Linked DNA regions of Gossypium hirsutum: region 1 is linked to region 2. Evidence: chromatin contacts called from public Hi-C data. All regions are on one chromosome and are shown on one strand. Each heading gives the region's core, a stretch centred on a gene start, on an enhancer-like site or on the middle of the called end of the contact. The rest is flanking DNA. Distances are from core to core; before and after follow the strand shown.

Region 1 (6,179 bases), core at 2,129-4,628, 190 kb after region 2:
GCCTTCCAAGCTCCAACAACTCTTTATCTTCAAAGTATGTAATTGCCCAAGGCTATTAGCAACTGACATTGGGAAGATATATTTCAAATCATTTTAGAAATATATTTGAACAATCTTCAGACTTTGGAGGCTTAAATGACGACTGGGCCCTTCTTGTTCTATGCTACTCAATTCAGCAATCGGGAATAACAATTGCATCGCATCACAATATGAAACTATAACCTCTTCAAGCTTTTGTAAAAAACCTTGCGGCTGGGGAGCATTGCACATCTCTTCCAAATGAAACATACCACTTAATGATAACTTTCTCAAATTAGAGAGTGTAGTGATTGGCACTTTCTGCTTTGATGCATCAATTAGGCATCGTATAGAGTGGCACCATCGAAGATCTAGAGAAGTCAACTTACTAAATCCCAAGTCCAAGCTCGGAATAAGGTTAGTGTGACCCTCCACCTCATTCAATTCAAGAGATTCTACATCTTCAAATAGTTGCTTGCATGTATCTACAGAGTCACTGATTCTCAAAGATCTTGAGATTGGATAAGTTTCCCTCTTTTGGAACCACGTGTTTCTTTTTATGCCAATGCAAAAATCAAAGCTCCATAATCTACGAAACACAAAGCTATCTGGAAGATGTTTAGAAGAAAAATCCAATGATATTACAACCAACTTTGGCAATAAATTCAACTCTGATAGGCTGTAATAGCTTTCCCTTTTAGTTGAATTCTCAGTCGCCCATTTTAATGAACTACAACCATGCAAGTATAGTTCTTCTAAATTGGACAATCTTCGTATTAAATTAGCAGCGATTCTTCGTAGATCATTGCAACACGATAAATCCAACAGTCTTAGATTTTCCAAATCACCAGCTTCAGTCGGCAATTCAATGATATCAGATCGACTTAAAGAGAGAATATGAAGTGTCTTCAGCTTCCCAAGCATTGAGATGTCAGAGAGTTCACAATTAATCAAATACAAAGTCCGAAGGTTCATATGAAATTGAAATGCAGCTAGAGATATCAATTGATTATTCAAAGCACAAACTTGTAATGCCTTCATACCCTCAAAGAATTCGCTTGAAGTTTTCATGAAACAATCGCCACCATGTAAAAGAAATTTGAGATTTGGGAAAACCACTCATTTAGGAAGTTCATCCGTTTGGTTAGTTTCGAAGGAGATTGCTATGTAATTCTTGAAACTTTCATCCATCGGGAGTGTTTCAACAATCCCAAAAGAAATCTCCTTTCTTGAAGATGCTATCCACAAAGCAAATTGGCGAACCACATCATGCATTTTGATATGCCTTTCTCCACAATCTAGCAACAAACCGGAGTTCTTGAGGGTCTCAATCGATGCAAGCACTTCACTTCTAACTTCTTTAATTGATTTCATGCCTTTATACAGCTCCAGTCCCCATGCATATCCTACCAAGTCCTCCATATAAATCTCATCATCTTCAGGAAATAAAGAGCACAACAAGAAACATGTCTTGGTCTCCATATTCTTCAAGTAGTCGAAGCTCGCCTCAAGACATACATAGGCATTTTCTTCATTAACATCCTCGATTTCAGTCAATCTACGATCTTTGAGTCTCCGGTAAGCAACTTGCCACTCGTGATAACTTTTACCTTTCAAGGCACTTCCCAACGGAACTATAGCTATAGGCAAACCCCCGAAATTTTCGATAATTTGCTTTGCTAGGATTTTAATATCATTATTAGGAGAGACATTTAGACCTGCTTTCTTTTCAAACAGAGTCCAAGCTTCATCATCATCCAAACAGTCAAGTTTTACCACGTTTTGACAATCCATAGCTCGACATACTTGTTGACGACGGGTTGTTAAAAGAACTTTGCAGCCTTTATGATCATCCCCAATTGGAATTCCTATCTTCTCCTTTAAGTTGATAGATTCCCAAATATCATCAAGGATGATAAGAATCCTCGGTTCATTCTTCAGCCTTAACCATAATTCTTGCTCGGATCTTCTTCCTTGTTCATTCTTCATATCAAAGCCTATGTATTGTGCAATTTGATCTTGAATTCTCTCAAAATTTGGCTTTTGAGACACAGTCGTAATCACAACTTTGCCAAACAAATTCAGTTTTGGAGCTTGACTTCCAACTTCATGAACCAGGGTGGTCTTGCCCACCCCTCCCATCCCCCACAACCCAATCATGTTGATATTCTCATCTTTTAAGGCTTCAATGATTTGTTTGAAAGCAGCCTTCGAAGATTCCGAAACCACAAATTCCTTAGAACATAGGAAGTCTATAGTGGGAAGGGCAGTAGGATCACGGTAACCGACTGGTCCAAGTCGACCAAATCTTTCCAAAAGCTTAGAGATATCCTGGATTTTCTTCTTTGCTTTCTTGCTTAATTGATATCTCCAACTACAATTAGGACACCAATTGAGACACCTCTTATTCAGTTGGATTTCCTCCTCCAGAGTTCCCATATCCGACAGTGTTTCGTCTGCCCTTGATTGCAAGTTCTGTACATCATTTTCAATTAGTAAAAGCCGGTTTTTAGCATCCTCAATCTTATGTAGTAGACGATCTCGTGCATCTGCAAGTTCACGCTTTTTCTCTCGGAGCTTTTCAACATTGTCCTGAAAGTGACGGACATAATCAAGTTGACGTCCTACCGGTTTCACCACACAGTCCACAACCAGTGTTGCAACGATGTTAGGAAGAGCAGCCCCACAAAATCCGCAACCCATGCTTGACAAGTTCAAATTGAAGAATATGATGTTCCAAGTTCAAACACTGCAGTGAATCATAAGTAATTACCATTAAAAAAAAATTTTAAAATCTAAAAGTGATTTGAAGATTAAGACACTACTTGTTATACATACCAAGGAAGGTGAAAGACAACTCAAACTATGAGAATCAATGGGCTGTTCTTTCAACTCAGTCCAGCTGAAAACACAATGAGAATCAATGTACAAATAAAATCATATAGGAGTGTAATGTCATATAATTATAAATAAAAAAGACAGTTAATTACTTATAAAAATAATAAATCAAAATATTTGTACCCTCACACTAATAATATTATACATATAATGATGGAAAATATAATAAACATATCCATGGCCACTTACCATTTCAAAATCCAAACAGTCTTTTAGCTCTTACTTGCTTCAACAAAAACATAAAAAGATGAGAACAACTTCAATTTATATATAAAAAAACAGAAATGAAGCATATATAAATAGATTTACTACACTTAGTGCTCAGAAGATTCTTACTTCAAAACAATTAAAAGGGATTTGAAGGTGGTTTTTTTTTTTTTATATAGCATAAGTAAGTAAAACTGAATACAAAAAGAAAGGGGAAAAAAAGTTTATCTTGTAGCCAGAGGATTTGTGTTATGAGATTACAGCAATATTGGGATCTAAATTAATGAAGCTGGTACTGATTGGTCTGCAAAAAAGACCAACAAGGCATGTCAGAGGACTTAGAAAAAGGTTAGTCTTTGGGTCATCTTTGTACTCGGTTTTCAACTTTTTCACTTTGTCCTAAAGCAGACTTAATAATTAGCACCCTGAAAAGAGTTAATTCCATCAAGCATCCCTAAACTATTACCATCATTTTTAATTGGTCCCCAAACTTCAAATATTCTAAATACATCCTTAATTTATCAATACTATAGCAATTGGGTCCTTTTGTTATTACAATAGTTAAACACACATCAAATGTTATGTTGCTAAATTTAAAATGAAAATTTTAAAGAAATAGAATCATGTTGCATAACTTTCAAAATTAAAAACAAAAATGCTGTAAAACTGAAATTAAAAAAAAATGAGCAACAATTATAATATTCATTTTTAAAATTTTCATTTTAAATTATGTCTATAACATGCCATTTAATGATTAAATTGGGTAAAATTATCTCTCTAGTCCTTCTCAATTTTGATATTGAGCAAATTGATCCCTCTAAAACAATTAGAGCAATCTAATTCTGTCAATTTTGAAAGTGATCAACTAAAGATAATTAATCACAACGTTAGTGTTTTTCATCTGTTTTACATAAATTTGACCAGTATAATAATAAATTTAGCTCGTCTAATTTACACATACTATCAATTTGGTCATAATTTAACAAATTTAGCTCGCAATATTTTTGAAAATGTTGAGACTAAATTTGTTGATTTTTTTTATAATCAAGACTAAACTAACAAAATACATAAATATCGAGGGTTAAATTTGTTATTATACCAATAAAAATTATACACAATTGATGAAAGATATTAACATCATGACTTAGTTGTTTATTTTTAAAATTGACAGGGATTAAATTGCTACAATTTTTTATAGGGCCTAATTTGTTTAATTTCAAAATTTAGGGAGACGGAAGAGATAATTTTACCATTAAATTAATGATTTTGGTAATAGAAAATTTTATTTGATATAACCTAGTTAGTTTAGAGATGTATTAAAATGATTTAAAATTTATGAATTAATTTAGAATGGGGATTATTTGATGCAATTAACCCATTAAAAAATAATAAATCTATGCTCTCACATTTTCCTTGAAGAAGTTTAAATATATGCGTGAGTGGATTTGTTTTAGTGGATTGGAAAGAAAAGGGAATCTTACTTTGCAACAAGTTGGTGCTGATTGATTTGCCAATCACCTCATGCTTTTTCCTTTTTGACAAAATTTCCCCATGCTTTTTCCTTGTTGACAAAAAAGTGAAAGTTTTTGGGTCATATTTTTACTCCAGCTTTCAAGAACAATTGGGAAATATTAAATCTATGCTCTCATATTTTCCTTCAACTTTCAATAATTGATTTTTTCATTGGAAACTATTTTCAGTTAGGGATGTAAATGAACCGTGTTTGAACGAACAAATATTTATTCATGTTCGTTTATTTATTTTAAGTTTGTAATTTATGTTCGTTAAGAATTTTAAATTTTTTTTATGTTCATTTATTTATAATTATGTGTGTTCATGTTCGTTTGTTTAATGTTCACGAATATGTTTATTTAATTTAATCAAACATGTTTACAAACATTAAACAAACATGTTGGTTAGCATATAATTGAACGAACAATGTTAATAAATAATAAACAAATAAACAAATAAACAAACAATAAATAAATACAGACACGTATACACGAACATGTTCATTGAATGCTTTATTCATTTCCAGCTCTATATTTTTATGAGAAAATATCATTAATAAATAAACGATTGAATAAACGAACTTATAAACAAGTCAATAAATAAGTTTGTTCGTGAATATAAACGAACTGAACACACCTTAGTTCAAAAATTCCAATGTTGAAATTATGGATTTGGACATCTTCAACAAAATTGAGCTTTAATAAAAGTTGAAAATATGTTAATTATTATTATTTAGTTATTAGTTAATATATATAACATATAATTAATGCATCACTTTTAAAAAGCCAAGTTACAGAATTATCATTCACGGTCTCAATAGTTTTATTCTTGAAAATTGAGAAGCTATCTCTTACTGCAATTGTATCTATTTTATAAAAAACTGAGAAGCTTGCATAGATCGACAATTGACTTTACGACGGGTAAAGTCAGAAAATTCTTTAAAAGGTTAAAATTAAATTATAATTTTTATGATAATAAAATATAATTTTATTATTTAAATAATTTATATTTTTACAAATTTTAAAGGATTAAATTAAAATTTAATTATTTTAAAAATAAAAAAATATATTTTTATTTTTATTAATTTAAAATTTTAAAAATTTTAAAACAACTAAATAGAAAATTCTCTAATTTAAATAACGCGGAGACATAATATGCCCCTGGAGTTTACGGAGATTGCTGAGGCCCCATCCAACGTTGGGTTAGTGGGGTGGGGGAAATTGTTTTGTAAAGACAATGGCTATCGGTGGGATGGAAAGTTCATCTATATTTAAACTATTTCCTCCGAATTCACCTTTGCATAAAATGTAAATTAACTTAAAATTTAAAATTAATTTTATTTTAATATTAAAATCAAGGAGTTCGATAAATTAAAATTATATGATAAGAGTTTATATGGCTACCACTTTTGTACTGCTTTTAATAAAGTTGATATTTATTTCTAGATAAGTATATATTAGTCATATGCTGAAGGGTAAGACATATGCGTCACTTTGTTCTTTTCTTACAGCTCAATAAATTTCAGATTGGCCATCTAGTTTCTT
Region 2 (5,638 bases), core at 26-2,525:
ATCTACCTTACAAGAAAAGGGACCGAACATAACTTGGCAAAAGTTCAAACAAAGCATCGATTTTGGTTTTTCAAACTTCGTAGTGTTTTCTTCTTCACAAAAATCACTCTCAAGATAAGTAATCACTTCTTTTCAGGCAATATATAGCAACAATACATGATAACAACAACAGATTTCCATAAAAGAAAGTTAACTAATAACAATCAAAAACTAATTTCACCGTATATATTTTATTCTCCAAATTTATAATCACAAATGAATTAAAATTAGCATAAAAATCTTACCTTCTTAAAAGTACGGGGACGAGCAGAGGTACCAGCACCTGAAACCATTAAAACATTAGAACAAAACAAAAACAAAGTGAGATTAATGATAAAAAGTTATAAAACCACTTAAGAAAACCACAAAGAATTAAAATATTTCTTTCTGGTCTCTCAATTTGACTCAAAGCTCAAATTTTTAGCCACACTGGTTAAAAGAAACAAAAGTATTTAAACATATTAAGAAAGAAAAAAATGGAATCTAATAATTCATCCACTTAATGCAGAATCATTTCTAAGTTTCTTCAAAACTAAGACTTAAGTTTAAAAATACAAAATTTGAAATTTAAAGTACAAAAAAGAAGAAGAAGATAAAATTCAATACGATAGAACTACCAATCCAACAGTTGAAAGCTTGGTTAGATCAGATACCTTTTAAAACCGAATGGAAATACGCATAAGTACATCACATGCAAACGAATTAAAAAAATACCCAAAAAGCTTCGAATCTAACAATTCATCCTTGAAATTTCAGAGTCATATCTAAGTTCATTAAAACCCAAAACTTAAGTTTAAAAGTAGAAAATTTTTAAGTAAAAATTTCCCTATTTTCTCTATTTAGGAGCTAAAATTTCTCAATCACAGACACACACAAAAAAGAAAAATCAATACGCTAGAGCTACTGATCCAGAAGCTGAAAGCTAGGTTAGATCGAATACCAGAAAAGTGTATTACAATACGTATGAAATACGTACATGCAAAGGAATTAATTAAAAAAGTATATAAATACGTAGAAAAGGAAAGAGGCAGAGTACGTACGGAGCTCTTCAGGAGTGGAGAAGTGGCGGTGACCGGTGGGCTTGCCCTTGAATTTTCCTCTTCCCATTTTAATTTTAATTTTAATATATATTTTCTGATTAAAAATAGAAATGAAGAAGCAGTAGAAGGTGAACGTGAGACCTGAGGCCTGTGACGGGAGATTTGTTTCTTAAGTACATAATTTTATGCCTGTTAAGAATTAGATTCTTACTCTAAAGTTTAAAAAGTTTTAAAAGGGTTTATTGATATAATAAACCCTTAAACTTTTTTTAAAAAATCAATTAAACCTTTTTCAAACTTTTTGTATAATTGAGCTTCAATTAATAAAATTGACTAATTATTCTTTCGAAAAATGTTAATTGTTAGTATTTAACAGTAAATTGACACCTCAATGTTAGGTCGAAAAAAAGTTAAAAAATATTTTAAAATAAGTACAAAGAATTTGGATTAAGTGATTGGATTAAGTGATTGTTCATATTCATTTGAATCTAGATAAACATCTCTCTAGATTCATTCTAGAATTATAAAAACTGTAAATTTTTATTAAAATTCCTAAAAAGTATTAGAAATCCTAAAAAGTATTAGAAATTAATTAAAAACCTGGAAATATTATAAAATTTATAAATAATAATTCATTAAAAATTCATAAAATAATTAGAAAAAAAATAATTTATAAATATTATTAGAAATTAAATAAAACTATAAAAATTATAAAAATAAATTAGTTTTATAAAATTTCATAAAAATTATTCTTCTCATTTTGATTAAATTATTTAACTAATATAACTTATGAAAATTAAAAATGAAAGGAAAAAGTATAAAAATAATTAAGCTCTATTTTATAATATAAATTGTTGATATTCATTTTTTTGGTTTAAAATATAAAAATAACAAATTATATTTAAAAATTTTATAAAATCTTATGATTAATTAATTTCTAATATTTTTTTTATAAATTTCTAATATTTTTTATAATTTTAATGATTTTAATCATTTTTTATTTGTTTTGTAATTCTAAAATGTATTTGGACAAATGGTTGTCCTTAATCAAATGAACCTAAATAGCCATTTGTCTAGATTTATTGTGTACTTATTTTAAAAATAATTTTATGATATTTAAATTTTTTTTTGCTGACGTTGTGTCTATTAACAACAATGTTTATGTTGTCATTAAATACTAATGGTCAACATTAACTAAAGGGCCTATTTAGCCAGTTTTGTTAGTTCAATGACTCAATTGGGTGCAAAAAGTTTGAAGGGTGTAATTGATTGTTTTGAAAATGTAACATCCTATACCTGACTCGAGCACACATGACCCTCACAGCTTTGTTCTTGGGAGCGCCCATACACCCCCAAAAGGCTTCTTACCACTTAAGTATTGCTACCCCTTTATATAGTCCAGGTCTCTCTCATGCTTTGTTGATGTGGGATTCGTTTAAGGTGTTACAATCATATCTCTTAAGGATTCAACATCCTTGTTGAGGTTTGCCCCACCATCGCTCAAGAGGCATAGCGAGTGGTTCTGATACCAATAAATGTAACACCTTAAACCCGGCCTAGAAGTTATATCTAGATTTGGTAATGTTATTATAAGTTCGTTTAAAAACCCAAAATTCGTTGATTTTGAAAAGACATCATTAGATTTTGTCACGTGAAAATCCAACTTGTTTGAAAACACATCTTAGTTTTCTGTTTTTGTAAAATGTTGTTTGTTTACACTTTCTAAAACGTTTTACAGTGAAATTCTTAATGCATTAGGTTTTTAAAAATATCATTTGTTGTTTTGAAAATTCATTGCTTCACAGGCAAACTGAGCGTCATCAATAAAAACGGTTTAAACAATTTTAAATGGAAAACAATAATAAAGTCCAAAACCAAAACAGTCCCAACTGTCTAAACAATTCAAACTTTACAAAAAACCTTAATTCCAAATTTAAGTAAATCAAATATACTAAATTATTAAAACCGAGCTCCCGTTACATCGATCTGCCTAAGTCTGATGGTTACCTGAAAGTGTCAAACAACCAAAAAGTGAGTTTTTTGAAACTCAGTGTGTAACATACAAATTTTTAACAGCATAAATTAGCTAGACAAAAAATATCAAAAATAGAACATATCAGAGTAATACATATGCATAAATATAATCCTACTTCCATCAGCTACACACCAACTCCGATCATCCCAGCACACCATATGGGGTATGAAACACCCATCCAACCCTACACACCACTCAGTGTCGATATGACACTTTTCAGAATATTTGCAGCTTACCTTCCAAATCAATAGGCGAATTATCGCTGTATATAGAAATAGTTGTGGCTGTGCCACCAGATATGGTAGATAATCAAACTGCTCACATTTCCTCCAATACATAAATCTCGTCCCAAATGCAAATACAGAACTAACAAGTATCAAATATGTTTATAATTTACATGCTTATCGTGACAGATACTGTAACGACCCTATAGTCAAGGGTGACTGAAAGTAAATTCTTGGAACTTCATTCCCGTAAATCAGACTCGTAAATATTTATTATAAATATTTACGAAGTTAGTTGTGAAGTTAATTAGGTTTCGATTAAGTAAATTTGCATGAATTAAAAGTTATTATAGTATAAGGACTAAATCGCATATAGAGTAAAAGTTCAATTATAGATTAAAAATCAATTGAGGGATTAAAGTGGTAATTATACCTTTATATTGGGCAGTGGACGGCATTAATGGGGTATTTATATATATAATAGTTAATATATATATGTTATATATTATGAATTATAAAATGAAATTAATATATATAAAGATTATAATAATAATAAAAGTAATAATAATAAAAGAAAGAATAAAGAAAAAGAATTATAAAGACATGCAAAAGTTTGAGAAAGAAAAGAAAGAAGATAAGAAGGGTTAACGCATAGCCTAGGGACTTTTAGGGTTCAAACTTCAATTGGTTAGTCAATTTAGTCTCTTTTCTTGTAATTTTTATATTTTTGGAATTTTGGTGTTTAGTACTAACCGGCCTATGTTGAAATTTTAGCAATTATTAAGATTCTAAATGTTGTTAATGTTGAATAGTTTTAGTATTAGGGATTAAATTGATAGATTTTTAAGCTAGAAATGAAAAAGGATTAAATTGTAAAACAAATAGTAAATTTTGAGCAATAGGGACTAAATTGTAAAAAAATTCAAAATTTAGGGGTTTAATTGAAAGTAAGGAGTTAAATTTAGTTTAAAGTGAAATTTGTATGAGAATATAGTATTAAATATAAAGAATAAAAATTAGTCTCCATTTAGGGAATAAATTGAAATTTAAGCAATTATTGAGTAAAAATTGAAATACTCAATGTGAAATTAAATTGTGTTGTATTGATGTATTTTAATTGTTTTAATTCCATAGCTAACGTCGTACTGAAATCCTCGACTAAAAAGGGTAAGGATAAAATTGACGTCGAATAGCTCGGAATCCACGGTTTGTATTTCTATAAATTCGAACCTAGTTGCCAATTATTAGAATTCGATTTAATGCATTTGGTAAGTGTGTGAGGTGAGTATTTGGCATTTTGATAGTTGATTGAAATGGATTGAATTGGTACATACATTATGAATGTATTGATTATTTGAATTGAAATGAATATATATACAAATATGAGAATTGGATATTGGTTGAATTTGAAATGTGAAATTAAACTCTATTAACTGTATCGGGCTGAGTTGGATATAGATGGCATGCCATAGGATAAGAAGAGTTTAGAGATTTCTTCAACTTTGAGTCGATGAGGTACTAGGTTCCAATTTACTTCGATTTAACCAATGAGACACTAGGTGTCAATTTATATAGCGCTGGGCGCAGTTATTACTTCAGATTCATTCGATAAGGCACTGGGTGCCAAACTGGTGTGTTGGTTGGATCCGTGTATCCGTCTGAGTCCGAATCATGTTAATAGGGGTAAATAAATAATAAAGTTCTATAATTGATATTGAAATGGCATGGTATGAGAAATGGAAGTGATATAGTGAATTGAAAATAGAATGTGAAATATGTTGTAAATACATGGAATATATGAGTTATATACTCATGAACTGAATATGGAATGGATAATGTTATTGTTTAATTGAAATGTGGATTGATATGTGAAAAGCTATTTATATAGCTAGAAATGTGTATTGAGATATTTGTTAAACAAAACAAATATGATAGCATGTGAAATTGAAATAATGGTATATGACAAATACAAGCTTAGACAACATTATGTTCATATAATTCAAATTATGCATTTTTGTATCATTATATTCTTAATTGTTCAGATTATAGAAATATCACTGAGTTTTACTCAATGTACGGTTTTGTTTTCCGTGCACAGGTTAGGTACTTCACTTTTGATAGTCGATTTAGATCCAGCAACAATCCCGACTCAAATGTGGTTATGTTTATCTTTTATGTTGGCATGTACCTAGGATGTCTAGTTGATAGTTATTTGTGGATGAATTGTAAATGAAGCATAAGTGTTATGTTGGTTTGGTATATATATATGTAACCATGTGTTTTTGTTTGAAGCCATAATA

Evidence for each region. A called contact is a pair of places that touch in the nucleus more often than the background predicts.
Region 1: a contact with region 2 is called in a Hi-C map of leaf, with 2.4 times the contacts expected there. The contact joins the promoter of LOC121227919 here to the promoter of LOC121227916 in region 2.

What each region holds. Positions count from the first base shown.
Region 1 is chrA04:8,399,050-8,405,228 of Gossypium_hirsutum_v2.1, forward strand. It overlaps LOC121227919 (disease resistance protein At4g27190-like), which reads right to left and starts at 3,379. Exons shown (of 4, transcript XM_041110862.1): 1 at 3,253-3,379; 2 at 3,106-3,142; 3 at 2,857-2,920; 4 at 344-2,767. The coding sequence starts at 2,721. The coding sequence ends at 1,138. It overlaps LOC121227918, which reads right to left and starts at 88. Exons shown (of 7, transcript XM_041110861.1): 1 at 1-88. The coding sequence starts at 69.
Region 2 is chrA04:8,207,142-8,212,779 of Gossypium_hirsutum_v2.1, forward strand. LOC121227916 (28 kDa heat- and acid-stable phosphoprotein) reads right to left here and starts at 1,276. Exons shown (of 8, transcript XM_041110860.1): 1 at 1,080-1,276; 2 at 285-322. The coding sequence starts at 1,146.